2 separate regions of the Mus musculus genome follow, and region 2 is linked to region 1. A link is a contact called in public HiChIP or PLAC-seq data. All regions are on one chromosome and are shown on one strand. Each heading gives the region's core, a stretch centred on a gene start, on an enhancer-like site or on the middle of the called end of the contact. The rest is flanking DNA. Distances are from core to core; before and after follow the strand shown.

The links. HiChIP or PLAC-seq counts read pairs in DNA pulled down with a chosen protein or histone mark.
Region 2: an H3K4me3 HiChIP or PLAC-seq map of bone marrow-derived macrophages shows a contact between it and region 1, with 3 times the contacts expected there. The contact joins the enhancer-like site here to the promoter of Poglut2 in region 1. A contact is called at or near these places in 3 of 39 promoter capture datasets (the C10 cell line, the HPC-7 cell line and erythroid cells), 2 of 115 datasets of contacts at active chromatin or transcription factors (bone marrow-derived macrophages and large pre-B cells) and 3 of 9 other capture datasets (adipose tissue, liver and pancreatic islet).

Annotation. Positions count from the first base shown.
Region 1 is chr1:44,114,855-44,122,753 of GRCm38.p6, reverse strand. It overlaps Poglut2 (protein O-glucosyltransferase 2), which reads left to right and starts at 3,981. Exons shown (of 10, transcript NM_023645.3): 1 at 3,981-4,436; 2 at 5,511-5,716; 3 at 7,855-7,899. The coding sequence starts at 4,255. It overlaps Bivm (basic, immunoglobulin-like variable motif containing), which reads right to left and starts at 2,786. Exons shown (of 10, transcript NM_144558.4): 1 at 2,480-2,786.
Region 2 is chr1:43,839,121-43,847,019 of GRCm38.p6, reverse strand. No RefSeq gene overlaps it. Among named protein-coding and RNA genes, the nearest start is that of Uxs1, 15 kb to the right of the region's middle. Within about 2 kb of position 3,374, at least 21 of the 459 cell types and tissues checked have an H3K27ac peak or open chromatin away from gene starts, as enhancers often do. A contact at or near this core is called in bone marrow-derived macrophages, where this site is marked.

The DNA of each region.
Region 1 (7,899 bases), core at 2,732-5,231:
CCTATCTGTGCAGAGTGAGCTCCCCTTATGAGATGCACCTTCTCACAACTTCCCGTCCGCTTTTTTCTCATCTTCAGTTAACAGTGGCTCACAGGATGCAAGTACATTATCACCAAAGCTGGCATCTGCAGTGCTTTCCTTTCAAATACTGTTTGGTAAAAAGGTCTTAGTGTGTGTACAAGTAGTGTCTGAGCTCTCTCCTTTGTCCTCATTCTGTGTGCGGTGTGATGGTGACAGTGGAAGAAGACTCAAAGGATGTACAGTGCATGAGGCTTGCAGACCACACTGCTTCCTTTCCTCTGAGCACTGAGTTTCTCCACTTCTCCATTGCCCACTTCCTGTCTGTGATGCTCACGTTCTTCTTTAAAAGCTGTGTGGTAGAGGGGTATAATGTGTCTGTGGTTGGGTGTGGAACGATAGGAAACAACAGATGGTCAGCTGGGGCAGTGGGAAAGCTTGATTCAGTACATCCCAGGCACCCCAGGCTCTACCTTTTGTAGATCACAACCCGACATTAACCTTACCTTGCCATCACTGCCTCGCTCACCTTGAATATAATTTTGCCTATGGGACTAGTACAATGTACCAGAGTTTGATGGTTTTATGCTCATTTGGAACATATGGAAAGAAAAAAAGTATGGTCAAAATAGAACGTGGTAGCCCATTTCTGTAATTCCAAGACTCAAGATGCAGATACAAGAGAGCTGCTGCAAGATCTACTCTAGACTAAACTACACAGCTACTTCTGATCTAGCCCAGTACACACCGGGCAAGACCCTAGCTCAAATAACCAAAGCTAACCAAATAACATTGCCAAGGGAAACAGGTTCATTTATGAATGAAAAAATACAATGGAAATTGCTAGGAGATGAAGCTGTTAAGAGTAAAACACTTGATTTATAAAACATGCAACCATCTGGTTTTGGATTGTATGCTTTAAGCAATGGTCACTGAATAAAAATAATCTCTTTGCTCTCATTTTATCTTAAAAAAAAACAAACAAACCTGCCATCTACCTGAAGATTTTACATAGTTGTCACTGAAAATGAAAGATATCAACATTTCCTCATTTGAACCACTGTTTTATGTGAATATCTCTGAAAATACATATATTTATAGGTTTGATGACACAAAGTATATTGTAGAAAATTATGAAATATCAGAAGATATTCACAGAAAATGAAAAAGAATGACCCAGAACCCATGCTGGCACTCTACTTCTTTGCATCCCGTGACTGATCTGCATCTCCACCCTTTGTAGTTAAACTCTGAAGGGCTTCTGCTATGGTATCCTTAGGACTTCACTCAGAGCCTGCTTTCTTAGAATGAAGAAAGCCACAACTACTGGAAACAAGACCATTACAGGCATAGATTATTCTAGTAAGATGCAATGGTAGTCTCAGGGAAAACGGAGTTATGAAGGCTGATTGATTGTCCAGCACTGTATCTGCAGCTATCTGGGGTTTATATCTGCTTTTATCTTTATGCTTATAACTTCATGCCACCCACCCTTTGAGCTGTTCTTTCTAGTCTGATCCCTGCATAGACATCAAAGAGTAAAGTCTGCTACATATATATCCTCATAGAAATTTTCTGCCTAAGGCCCTCAGCTATTGAAGCAAAAGATCAACTCCTTACCCTACATACCTTCTTCTGTCCTTCCACATTACTTTTTGGTTTTCTGAATGTTGTCTTCCTGTAGCCCCTTACTAATTATTCATTCTCATCCATCTTTCAAAGTTATACTCAAATGTCACTTTCTGAAGAACTTTTTTTTTTTTTTTGCTGTTCTAACTAGGCCAGATACCCTATCCATAGTGAGGAACTTTTCTTTCTAGAATATGATTAAGCTTTCTAAATGTGTGTGTGTGTGTGTGTGTGTGTGTGTGTGTGTGTACACAAATGGTTAACTCCTGAAAGTCTAGTTTTCCTGAAATTGCATCTCCAGGCCTAGTCTTGTAGAAGCCAGGTCTAACAAACATTTTTAGGTGTCTACAATGCACTAGGCATTATTGAAATTGTTCTCCCTCGTTTTGATTAACATATTAGGACTTGCGGAATACCACTCAATTTATTCACAGTATCTCATAAGCAATATAAACCCCAAGCTTCTAGGACGGCACTAGAGGAATGACTTATGAAAGTCTTTGGAATGAACAATTCTGTCAAATAAACATACTGTTTGCAAAACCGATATCGATTGCCTGAGTTTATTCTTTTCCATTTATGTGCCTTTCGTGTCTACATGCTGAAGTATCACATTCAGTAGAGAGCTAGACATCCAATAAAATCTCAGTAAAGCCTTCCACATATCACAAACAGTATAATCAATATTCTGCATAGAAAGCAACTGAGACCCAGAAAAGTGTTTTGCTGAGGATTGATAAGAGCTGCTAAGACAGCAGCCAGGTGCCCCCCCCGCCCCCCTTTTCTATCAGCGCCCTTGCCTAGACTACCAGACCAGACCTGGGAGGCCTACCTGTGAGTATGAGATTCATGCAGCACATGATGCCCTCTGGAGTTCAGACTCTGAGGAGCCAGGAGACTTCCCACTGCCCCCTCTTTGAGGCTCCGAAGCACCTGAAGGTGACAAAGGTGCAGGTGGAGGAGAACCGGGAGAGCAGGGATGTTGCAAGTGCAACTGCTGCAGCGCTACTGTGCCGGGTTCCCACTACTGTCCTGCGGTGGCCAACCCAGTGCCAGGCGTCCCTAGTCCCCACTGGCCAAGACCAGATCTAAAGCCTTGTAACCTCCTCCCGGCCTGCTCCCTCACTCCCAGCCGGAAGAAAAGGCTCGCCAGGAGGGGGAGCGCGCAGGCCTGAAGGGGGCCGCTTCCTACGCGCTAGGGACTGGAGAGGCTGGTGGCACGCAGACAGTGACAGCCTGAGAGCTGGGAGGGGAGGCCGCGATGAATGATTATATCACCAATAATAACAATAGCGGGGGGGGGGGGGGGGCAGGGGGAAAAAGAATCCCCTTGCCTTGGCTCACAACCAGGCCGTCTATGTTTTCCACGCCCCTTACCCCGTGGAGGGAGGACAAAGCCTGCTACTCCTCTTGACCTCACTGGCCGAGAAGCGAGGGTGCAAAGAGAGGATGGCCACTGCAGGCCGGGTGCCTGGGATCCGCTAGCGCAGCGTGGAGACCCGCTCCTGAAGAGAGTACAGGGATACCCACGGATGCACCCCCCTCAGGCCGAGCTTTCTTCTGGTGATTTCTATCCCTTACATCTCTCCTCAGAGACTCAGCTCGACCCAGATCCTTCCAGGGGCGCGGCGGGGTGGGGGTGGGGGTGGGGGTTGTCCTGCAACGAGGCAGTGACGGCGCTACGGAGAGGCGGAGCGCACCGCAGTGCCTGGGCTAGGCCCTCCGCTGGGGAATACCTCTGTTCCTGTTGGGTCCCGGAACTCTGGTGCTGGAAGGCAACACCAGATCTGCATCCTCAAGTCTCCTACCCAAGGCCCAGAATCTTTCGTCCCATTGAGCGCACAAGAATAGCACCGAGTGACTGGGTATCATTGATAACACCTAGCCTCCCTTTCAGCGTTTACTATATACCTGCCATTTGCGGTGGATACCTTGAACAAAATATAAGTTGGGAAATCTTTGCTGTGACTCCAGACATGCTAGTTGCGCAACTGTAGTATTTAAGGTTGCCAGAAAGCCGTGCTCCAAAGTTGAAAAAAGAAGTAGAAAGGAAGGTAGGGGGGGAGAAAGGAGGAGGGAGAGTGAGGGACGGAGGGAAGGGACGAAAGTAGTTGGGGGTGAACTCCTGGCAGGATTTCCGCTAGTCCTATGGCGGACTACATATCCCAGGAAGCTAAGGGGCCCGGGACGCGTTTTCCACTCTGACCCACTCATCCACTAGCAGAAGACTTTACTAAGACTGGTCACAGCGCAGGCCAATCCTTCTCCTCTCACCTTGGCTAGAACTTGCGACGGATTCGTTCCCAAAGTGATGCTCTAGTGGCAAGAGTAACACAAGTTTGTCATTGTCCGGAGAAAGTGGAGCCTGCGGTTCTTAACCAGGTTCAGCAGAACGTGTGGCATCCTTCTCCTGGACATGCCACCGCTCGGGTTGTGACATTCTTGGGCACAGCATAGTCCCACGCGCGGACCCCGCACGTCAAGCGACACTTTAGGGACTTTGACTGCTGCTAGGACTGACCACCGTCCTCCTACCTACCCAGGCTAGCTCCGTCCACTTAGCACGTTTGCATTTATTCGTGGATCTTCCAAGACTCGGTCTTGTAAATGTTCAGCATTTCGCTGCTTTCCTGCCTTTTTCTGGGGACTGTGCCAGCACTTGCCCAGACCGGCGGAGAGAGGAGGCTGAGCCCAGAGAAGAGCGAAATATGGGGACCCGGGCTAAAAGCACACGTGGTCCTTCCTGCCCGCTATTTCTACATTCGGGCGGTGGATACCTCAGGGGAACAGTAAGTGGAGAAATGACTCCTCAACTATTTGAGATCGCGGTTTAAAATAACTCGAGGGGTTTTTGTTCCTGTTGTTTATTTTGGTTTTGTCCTTCATCTTTATATGCCCCGACTCGTCTTTACTGCTGTCCATTTACATTCCAGAATTCTCGAGTGCTGTCTACATCTGGTTATAATAGACTTTTCCTTCAAAATCAACTTTTCTCTGTGACTTAATAATTCTGAAATATGTATAGTGTAAATAATATTGCTAAAATAACAGCTCTCTTCTTGGCTGTTTAGATGGGAATTGAGGCTAAACAAATCTCCGTTATTTTTAAATGGGAAAACTAAACACTAGAAACTAAATGCATTCAAAATGCAGGAATATTCAGTCCAAAACACTTGTGTTACTAACATGATGACCAGTTATTTTGATTTCCCCCATAACTAAACATAATTTAGAGTACTGGTATATTTGTTAGACTTTTATTAGTAGTAATATTTTAATTACATGATGTGGGTAGGGTGTATACTCACACCCAAGTGCTGGAGGAAGCCAGAAGAGGGCCTTGAATCTCCTTGAGCTGAAACTGCAGATAGTTGTGAGCCTTAAGGACAATGGATACTAGGAACTGAACTAAGTCTTTTACATAATGGTAAATGCTCTAAACCATTCAGCTATCTCCCTAGCCCCACAGTACTGGATTGTATTTTAAGCCATTAAGAACAATTTTTCAAATAAGGTCATCCTTGAAGTAAACATGTTACAAATGACAAATTGCCAGCTGTGTTGGTTATGAATTAATAATAGTACACTGATAGTGCTCTGTTTGGTATGCTAAATAGATTGCTAGTCTTAAGTGTTATCTCCTGGCAACTATCTAATGAAATTATTTTATGTTATTATTGTTTTCTTTTTTATCTTTGTTCTATCATATTGGTTCTGGTCCTAAAAGCCTAAGAGAGTAATCGAACAACAATATCTTAAAATCAGGATAAAGCAGAAGGTCCAACCTTTACACATTAAAGAGAATAAGTAGCGTGCATTTGATCTTAAAAATAACCCTCATCTCTCATTGTTTTCCATAACAGGTTTACATCTTCTCCAGGTGAAAAGGTGTTCCAGGTTAAAATCTCAGCACCCGATGAGCAGTTCACGAGAGTTGGTGTCCAGGTTTTAGATCGAAAGGACGGTTCCTTCATAGTAAGATACAGAATGTATGCCAGCTACAGAAATCTGAAGATAGAGGTTAAACACCATGGGCAACATGTTGCCGAGTCTCCTTATGTTTTAAGAGGTATTTTGAAACAAAAATTTATGGTAGGATTTGTATACAAAAAGGCATGTCATTCCATCAATAAGAATTCTATCAAAAACTTAGCATACTTTTTTCACTAAATGGAAAAAAAAACTAGATGTTTTTCTAATTGAAAACTAAATTAGGCAACTTGGCAAAAGAGAGATATTGATTATTTACATGGGGATTATAATTCACTAAAGACCAAGAAACATTACTAGAAAAGTTGCTCCTTGAGGACACACCTGTGAGAATAATCAACTTAAAAAGCTAGAGAGAAAAAAAAAAAAAAAAAAAAAAAAGCTAGAGAGATGGCTCGGCAGTGAAAAGCACTTGCAAAGGACCAAGTCTGGATCCAGCCCCCATGTGAGGAGGCTCAGAGCCGCTTGGCGCTCCAGTTTCATGGAAGAGGATATCTATATTACACAGGCACCTGCATTCATGCGTGCATAAGCAGATACACACACACATAATGTAGAATAAGAAATGTTTAGCCACTAGGGAGGTTTTTAATTCATAATTTACAACAAGGTTTTAATAAACCATTTGGAACACAGCTTACAATAAGATATGACATATACATATGTGTATAAAATAATTTCATATGTATGTGCACATATGAAATTGAAACGGTCTCAAAAAAATCATACTTAATCATGATTACCATCTGTTGTACTACTTCAGACTTCTTATTTATTTTGTGTTCATGTTTGTGTAAATCTTAGGATTAAAAAAGAATTTCCAGGGCTGAAGCGATGGCTCAGTGATTAAGAACACTGGCTGCTTTTCCAAAGGACCTGAGTTTGGTTCCCAGCACCCACATTACAATTCAAGACTGACTGTAACTCCTGACTGAATAATCAAGTTAAATATGTAGTCATAGGTAATTCTTGAAGGAATGATCTACTTAAGTAACTTATACTCATCACTAAGATTGCCAGGTGGGGTGGCACATGCCTGTAATCCCAGTGCTCTGAGGAGGGTGAGAAGCAGGTTACCTCTAAGAGTTTGAGGCCAGCCTAGTCTTATGGTGTACATTCCAGGCCAGCCAGATGGCTTGGAGCAGAAAAAGGGATTAACTATTGCTTTAGTTGTCATTGTCATGCCACTATGACAAAGACATTCTCTGCTGTTTTCCCCCATAGGGATGAGAAGAGAATTTTATAATAAAAAAACAACACTTTCCCCTTTTTATGGGGATATAGGACCACAAGAAAATTACGAATTTTTTTTAACTGTATAAATTATTTCACATTCTACTGGGACTCCTTGGTATAGTCCAGCTGACAAAGTATTAAAATGTACATAAATTCCATTGTCATCTATTGACTGAATCAGGTTGGAATCTGAAGATATCTGAAAGGAATAACACAGTTCCACTTCCAATTCTTATGTTATGCGAGCATTATTTTTATAAATGTATAATTCATTCATCTTGACATTAATGAGATAACACGTTTATAGGATTACCTTTGCTTCATTATATTTCTTTCTCTAAAAAAAAGAAAAGAAGGAAGGAAGAAAAACAAGGTTGGAGTCCTTTGTTTTCTCTGTTTTACTGGCAATGGTTTTTTTATTGAGAACAGTACTTTATATTTTTTATTTTGAGCCTAGCCTTTAGTAGCTGAGACATCTCTCTAGCCCACAGACACCCAAAGAAGTTGTTTTTATAATAAACTGGTAAAATAGTAATTCATATCACTTTTATCCTTCAAGACATATATTTATAAATACATATGTATTCCTATAGTGAGGGTATTTGGCACATTTGCAGGTATCACAGAGGCTTTTGGGTCCATTATGCCTGAAATTATAGATCATTATAGGTCCTAGACACATAACTCCAGTTCTCTGCCAGAGCAACAAGTACTCTTAACTGCCAAGCTATATCTCCAGTCCCATGATGATTATGTGAAGTATAAAGACAAATGAATTACATCTACATAGAGCATGTATACCACCCATTGACTTGATTTTCACCTATGCAAAGAGGGCCAGATTGGAAAAATATAGGGAGAAGAGCTGTGGCGACTTGACTAGCTAGAAAGTTGATAGTTCATGGAAGATTTCTTTATTGTGATTCAGGTGTTAAGTGAGATGTTCACCGCTGTGTTATACTGCTGTCTATCTGTAAATAGGACCAGTTTACCATGAGAACTGTGACTGTCCTTTGGAAGACAGTG
Region 2 (7,899 bases), core at 2,125-4,624, 280 kb after region 1:
CAAAAGTGAGAAAGAAATTGGAGTGTCTGAGTCTTTGGAGAGGGCTGGCTTAGGGACGAATGCTGACGATGTAGAAGCAGCAGATGGGTCCCTGGTCAGGGTTTAGGCTGGGAAGATTGTTCCATGTTTATTCCTAAAAAATACACTTCTAGAAACCTATGTGAGGGCTGGCAACACAACTCAGAGGTGGGAAAAAAAGCATTGACCACATAAACCTAAGGACCTGAGAGTGAATCCCAGAGCTCATACAAAGATAAAAAGAGAGAACTAACTTGGGGCTGGGGAGATGGCTCAGCAGTTAAGATCACTGACTGCTCTTCCAAAGGTCCTGAGTTCAATTCCCAGCAACCACATGGTGGTGTATATCCATCTGCAATGGAATTCGATGTACTTTTCTGATGTGTCTGAAGAGAGTGACAACATATTCACGTATATAAAATAATAAATCATTGAAAGAACCAACTCCACAAGTTGTCCTGATCTTCACACGTGTACCATAAAATGTATGTGCCCACACATTCATCATACACTATACACACAGTAAACATTAATAATTGTGCCAAAAACTTTAAAAATGTTATATGAACGTCATATTTTAGCACATTGAATCTTTAAAAAATTGTACCTCAGATAACTAACATTAGTGTAGCAGTCTCATTGCAGGTTATTTTAGAGTAATGCACATATTGGCCAATATGATGTGAGTAGTATAATACCTATTGTTCATATGAGAAAAGTAAAGCTCTCAGAAGATGAATGGAGGAGTGACATGCCAGCATGAGAGGAGTCTACAGAAGAGCCTGAGTACCGCTGTTTGTGGTCCAGAGAGGAAGGGGCTATCAACATGAGAGATGAATAGCAGAGCTAGTTGGCACCCAACGGCTGCAGAAGCTCAGAGAAGAGACATAGGACCAAGGTAGATGTGAAAGGCAACCTGAGCAATGTAGGTGTTCCCTGAAAAGCTGTATGAGATCTGTACTGTGACTAGCTTAGGAACAGAAAAGCCCTCAGCAGTTTTGTGCTGTCTTTCTTGGTCTCACCTAAGGTGTAAACCACCCCTTTGTCTTGTATCCTGTCTGAATATGTCGCCCACTCATGTGTTGCTTCATCACTGTCTCTGTCTCAAATCTACTGTCACTGCAGCTCTGTGTTCAGATAATTCTTCATAGAAGATCATTGCTACCACAGTGCTTGTGTTTTCTGGCTACCTCTATCTTACTATGGAGTGGCATTGCCATCTCATACCATCACAGGAAGAACAGTGCGCGTAATATTTTAAGGGTAAAACAGCCAGTTTGTGTTACTTTTACTGTAGCATGCAGTTAAACATTGATGTTAACCTGTTATTGTGTTTAGTTTATAGGCTAAGTTTATCCACATTCATGTACAGAAATACAGTATGCATAAGGCTTGGTGCTATTCCACTGGAGACTTGTCATGTATTTCCCATGGATAAGGGTTTACTAGTACTACTGAAGGACAGCACGGTACAAAGATGCATACTTAACACTCTCACCAGACTTAATATATTTATACATACACACAGTCCAAAAGGAGAACATGGAAGCCATCATTTAACCAAAGCCTCCTTAGTAAATGTGTTTTCCATATATGTACAACTTTCAGCCAAGTAAAGCTTAAGTACCAAAATATTTTTAGTTAAAGCTGTTTTATATGGAAATATTTCTACAATGAGATAATCCCTATAAAGCATGGAACACAAGTCCTGGCACATAAAGTTCAATAAGTGTTAGTAATTTTTAATGTTAATTAAGTGTATTATGTAAGTGCCTGCCTTAGGAATCAGAGTAAACAGAGTATAATTACTTCTCTTGATGGCCCAAGGTCATCATAAATATTAATTACTTAATGAGGCTATGAGCACAAGGACATCTTGGAAGTTACCAGGAATTCTGGGGTTGCTGGCCCCTGCACAAAGCAGCTCCAATGTGAGGGATAGCTAATGGTGGGGCTGGCAGTCAGCTAACGACTACTCATTCTATCAAGCTCTCAGTTCTTATGGCTGTCAATGTGCCTACACTGGCTATTTCTCACCTCACAATTTCCTACCACTAAGCATCTTTGAACTGAGACATTAAGCCAATTAAATATTGGAAATACATACAAACAAGGACTGGTCTATTTAACCCACCTCAACCCATTTCCTGATTCTTCAGAAACCCTGAAGTTTCCAGAGTGAGGTCTGTGAGTCTATCCAGGTGCGATGCTGCCTACCTATAATAACAACAATCAAGAGGCTGTGGCAGGAGGATTGAAAGCTTGAGGCCATCCTGAGCTACATAGTGATACTCTGTCTCAAAAAATAAAATATAGGAACAGACAAGAGGCCCACTTGCCCTTGGAACTTTCCCATGCCTTCAGTTTGGATCCCAGGACATCCTAACTAAGAAGATCTCCCAAATCAAATGGGTAGTACCTTAGTTGGGGTTTCTACTGTCAGGAAGAGGCACCACGGACATAGCAACTCTTATAAAGAAAAATATTTAGTTAGGGATGGCTTACATTTCATAGGTTTGGCCCATTATCATCATGGTAGGAAGCACGGTGGCATGCAGGCAGACATGGCGCTGGAGAGGTAGCTGAGATTTCTACATCTGGATTAGCAGGCATCAAGAAGAGAAAGAGAGCAACTAGGCCTGGCTTGAGCATCTGAAATCTCAAAGCCCACACCACAGAGACAAACTTCCTCCAAAAAGGCCACACCCCCCTAATAGCCTATGGGGGCTGTTTTCATTCAGACTGTCACAGGTAGGAAGAAACTGCACAGCTTAAAATATGTGTTGATTGTTAGCCAACTGTCCTGGTAGTGGAGGTAGGTGCAGCCTGGAACATGTGCAGACTGAATGTTTCTGGGCAGGTATGACTTCAAGACTAGAAATACTTTCTTAAGTAAATAGTTTGCTCAAATGTCCACATGTCTTTTCCTTTGTCCCTATCCTTTAGAATGCAGAGTTGACATTTAATCAAGATTCTAGAGAAATTAAAGCCCCCTACTTCAGTGCTGGACTTGTGGTAGATGCTTGCCTAGCCTATCCTTTTCTCTTATTCTTCCAGCCACATCCTTTAAATCTCAGCTTCTGAGAGAAGACTTATGCATTTGATTCTTCTGACATCACACGGGTGCAGGCAGGAAGGAGGAAGGGCCGTGGTGGCTGCCAGTGGAGAACAGGCCCATTATCGACAGTAGGAGTGTCATGGGGCCTGGTCATTTCTGTTCCTCCTGAGAATGTTATTTTAAAGAAAAGTCTTCCTCATGACTGAAGGAGATTTTCACACGTAAGACATAGACCAGCAGCCGGTGTATCAGTGACATGTCATGCTGTCACTCTACACATAGGTTCACAGATTGTTCACAGATTGTGGATGTGGTAGAAGAGACTGTTGGTGGGTGGTAGGTGTGAGAGAATTGCAGTCTCTTGTTTCCACCAGAGTCCCTATTTCTATTTTTCTTCCCCAGTACTGAATGACTCATTCCCACTATTTCATTTCCTCTTTGTTAAAGTTTATGTTTTTTCCTGTTGAACTTGTCTAATAGGGTGCAGCACTCCTAGAGAAGTCTATTTTCTAGTGTCACCTTGTGTCCAGAACATCTTAAGTAGGACACAAGTGGAAGATAGTGCTGAGGATAACCTGTGGTGGCTTCTACTTAACCGATTTCATATGAGATAATGATGAAAGACTAACTCTGAGAAAGGCGCTATACTGTGTACAGCAAATTTCCTTTAAACATATGTTCATGTGTGATGCTTATTTTATTTGAAAAATTTTATAATAGTTTTAAAAATAATTTTAAATTAATTTAATAGTTATGTTACATATTATATATAAATAAAATTTTAAAATAAAAAATTTAAAGTAAAAATTAAATTTAAAAACTTTTCATGGTCTTTAATTTTAAAAAGAAAAATTGTTTCCAGGTGATTGAATCTTTGAAGCACATTTTCAATAGCTTAGTCTCAATGTGATCAGTACTCTAGCTGAAGGACAGACTGTGCAAAGTTGCCCAACTACATGTATTTTACATGACTGTCCACCCACACAAAAGGGAATATTCTGATCTACAGTTCAGGTGCTAATTAAAGCATCTAGGTAGAGCCTTTTGCCATCTCAAATAAATTTCACCTACCTTCTTAGGGAGGCGAGATGAGCATTCTTATCCCTCTTTTGGGCCAGGCCTATGTACTTTTATTCTCAATACAATTTCCCAGTATCACTATATCCATAATTTAGTTAATGTACTTACATTTAATTTTCTGATAATGAACAAAATTAGAGTAGATCAAGATGACTAGATGGAAGAAATATGCATTGCACTTGACAACAGTTTTCAAAAGCGGACTCTGTAAACTGTGAATGTGTGCATCTGAAAGATGCTCTCTTAATTTGCTGTTACAAAATTAATTGCTGGGCACACTCCAGAGAACTAAATTTTTTTAATTTAATGTTTGCTAGTACAAATTTCATGAAATAACAAATTGAAAAGGTGGTTTTCTTATATAATGGGCTCCCTGTGAGCTAGATGGTCAAGAAGTAATACTGAGCAGCCACAACAAGGTAGTTGAGTTAAACTACACTCAATGCAATGTTTCATTTCCTCTTTGTTAAAGTTTATGTTTTTTCCTGTTGAAGTTGTCTAATAGGGTGCAGCCTTCCTAGAGAAGTCTATTTTCTAGTGTCACCTTGTGTCCAGAACATCTTAAGCAGGACACAAGTGGAAGATAGTGCTGAGGATAACCCATGGTGTAGTAAAAAATTGTGTAGCAATAGCATAGAACCCAGACATATCCTCCTCACATTGTAAATCAGCTTAGACATTTTACAATACTCAATATAATGTTGATTCTAAGAAAACACATTGAATTATTAGGAAATCGTGGTCTCTGCATGGACATTAAAGACCAGAATTCAATACCTGTTCATCAGACATTACCAAGGAGAAATGGTGCAAAACCTCAGAGACAATCACAGTTCATGCTTTGCATGATGTAGAACACAGGAGGGAAAGCTTTAAGGAAAACCTGCAGGGGGGCTGGTGAGATGGCTTAGTGGGTAAGAGCACCCGACTGCTCTTCCAAAGGTCAGGAGTTCAAATCCCAGCAACCACATGGTGGCTCACAACCATCCGTAATGAGATCTGACTCCCTCTTCTGGAGTGTCTGAGGACAGCTACAGTGTACTTACATATAATAAATAAATAAATAAATCTTTAAAAAAAAAAAAACCTGCAGGACTTCCCTGCCCATCACTAACATAGCCAAAGGCACTCTGGTCATTGTGTGTTCTTCCTATGAGCCTTCCAAATTCTAAAGAAATTTGAACGTAAACATTTCAAAAATTAATAGTCACATAACAGTGATCTTTCTGAAACTGCTTCAGTGTGTCAACAGCAGATCCCATGTTCTGATGCTTTTTGGACATGGAGGATGCTCTAGAAAGACTGCCATGTGAATCTTAAAGATACTCATCTCTACCCTACCCAATGTGTCTGTGTTTAAATAAAATAAACACTATCTGAAGTTAGAAGAAAGCACCTTGGAACCCTCTCTTACACCTCATAACACAATGGGTTTGGTCCTCTTTGGCCAAGGATCATTAAATCTGTTAGAGCATCTCCTGGAGTCCTTGTCTGACTTGAGAGGGCCTTTATTGTGCTTTAAGTTCTAGTCCCTCCTGGTCATTTTGTTGCCTCTTTTTTGTCTCAAGTGAAACAGAGTGCTTTAGAATGAATGCCTAGGCTTACTCCATATCCCTGTAGTAATAGCCTTCCAGGAGCTAACAAAAGTGGAGACATGGCTGTACTCTCTGAGTCTACTCCTCAATATTGTCATCACCTTAGCAGTTTCCCAAAGACTAGACAGTTCAGGGTTCCACATCCATGGATTCAGTTTGAAAAACCTGGGCATGATATATACACCTATAATTTCAGCCTTCAAGAGATAGAGATAGGAGGATTTTCAATCCAAGACTACCCTGGGCTACATGTGAGATTCTATCTTAATACATCATTGCTCTCATGGGAAAAAAAAAAGAAACGGAAGGGAAAAGGAAATATAGAAGGATATATATGAGGAAAAGTGGAAGGAGAGAAGAGGAGAAGGAAGAAGAGACTATTTAAAAGATGTTATTTCTGTGCTACACATGCAGATTTCTATCTGCTTATCATGATTTCCTAATAATTCGACGTGTTTTCTTAGAGTCAACACTGATGTTGAATATTGTAAAACATCTAAGTTGATTTACAGTATAAGGAGGATGTGTTTGGGTTCTATGCTATTACTACACAATTTTACATAGGAGACCTTGCCATCCCTAGGTGTGATATTGATGAGTGGACCTGGAACCAAAGTCCCATTTATACAGAGAACGGACTGTATGTTGACTGTGTAACTACACCTTATGGAAAATGTCAAGGTGATAATATGAATCTAGGGAAAGATTCATTAATACAGATGAGTCTGGCCCATGTACGTCTCCCCCACACAGGGTCAGTGTTTGGGGAGGTGGCAAAGAGTCAAACAGTGATCACCAAGAGCCCTCCTATCTTGTCTCTTAACTAACCTGTTCTATGACAAGAGTTGTCCAGAGAAAAAAGAAGGCAAAATCCAGAGATAATAACCTTCAGTACTCTCTGATTTTTAACTTCTTTCTGAAGATATCTGTAGGGAGGCCACGTACAGGAAGTACATTAAATAGCATCTAACATAAAACTGACCAACCTCTCCCCTTCTGTGTACAGCAAGTACCGGTACTCACAGGCACAATAGTACTTTTCAAGGGAGAACACAGGAAGAAAGGTGGGATCCACTTCTGTTTGTCATAGGTCATCTGATGAAGCAAGGTTCCTTCTATTCAACGCAATAAAACATCTATTGCTGTATGCTAAAAATCAGAGCTTTTGTTCAGTGACTTCAATACCTGCCCAGTAACTTGAGTTTAGATATGATCATGAGTAGAATCCCCACGATGTCACAAATGGCTTCATAAGGATAAGTAGAGAAACCTCATTACCACATTTGCTCTGTTTCACTAGGTGATGCCCTCATCATGTTATGATGTAGCAAGAGGGCCCTTATCAGATACTGTGTTCTTGAAACTCCCAGTCTCCACAGTCCTGAGCCAAACAAATCTATTTTCTTTAAAAGAAAAATTAACCGAGCTGTGGCATGTGGTTATAATTACAGAAAAATAACTAAGATAGTATCTTTTGCTTTGATTTCTAGTCAACTTGAGTATAGAAACTTTGAGGGATATAAATACAGATTTAAAGAATTTATTTAGGGCCAGTGAAATGTCTTAGTGGGTTGATGATCTGAGTTTTAGTTCCAGAATAGATGTGGTGGAAGGAGAAAACCTACTTCTGAATGTTTTCCTCTTGTCTCTGCATGTGCACTGTTCTCGCATGTGTGCAAGTAGGTACATCCACTTACACAAGTAAATAAATATTTTAAAGTTATTATGCATAAAGTTTATTATGCAATGTTTAACTCAACAATATTAATAAACGTAGTTATTGATTTAGCTACACTGTATCATAAAGCACATGCAATACTGTATTCATTCAATAACATTAATTTTTCTACTTTTGTTTCCAGTTTCATATTAAGTTTTCATGTGAGTATTGGCTATAGGTATTTTTATAATTCCTACTGTCAATGTTGAGCCTCTTACAAGCATTTTACAGTACATGACTTTTGGTTTTGGCCTATTCAAGGCTGTGGCCATGCCAACTGGAAAACAAGTTCAAACCACAAGCTTCCATTGACTGGAAAATGAGCTCAAATCATAAGCTTCAACCTTATGATTGACTAAGAAAGATGATTCTCTCTCTCTCTATCTATCTATCTATCTATCTATCTATCTATCTATCTATCTATCTAT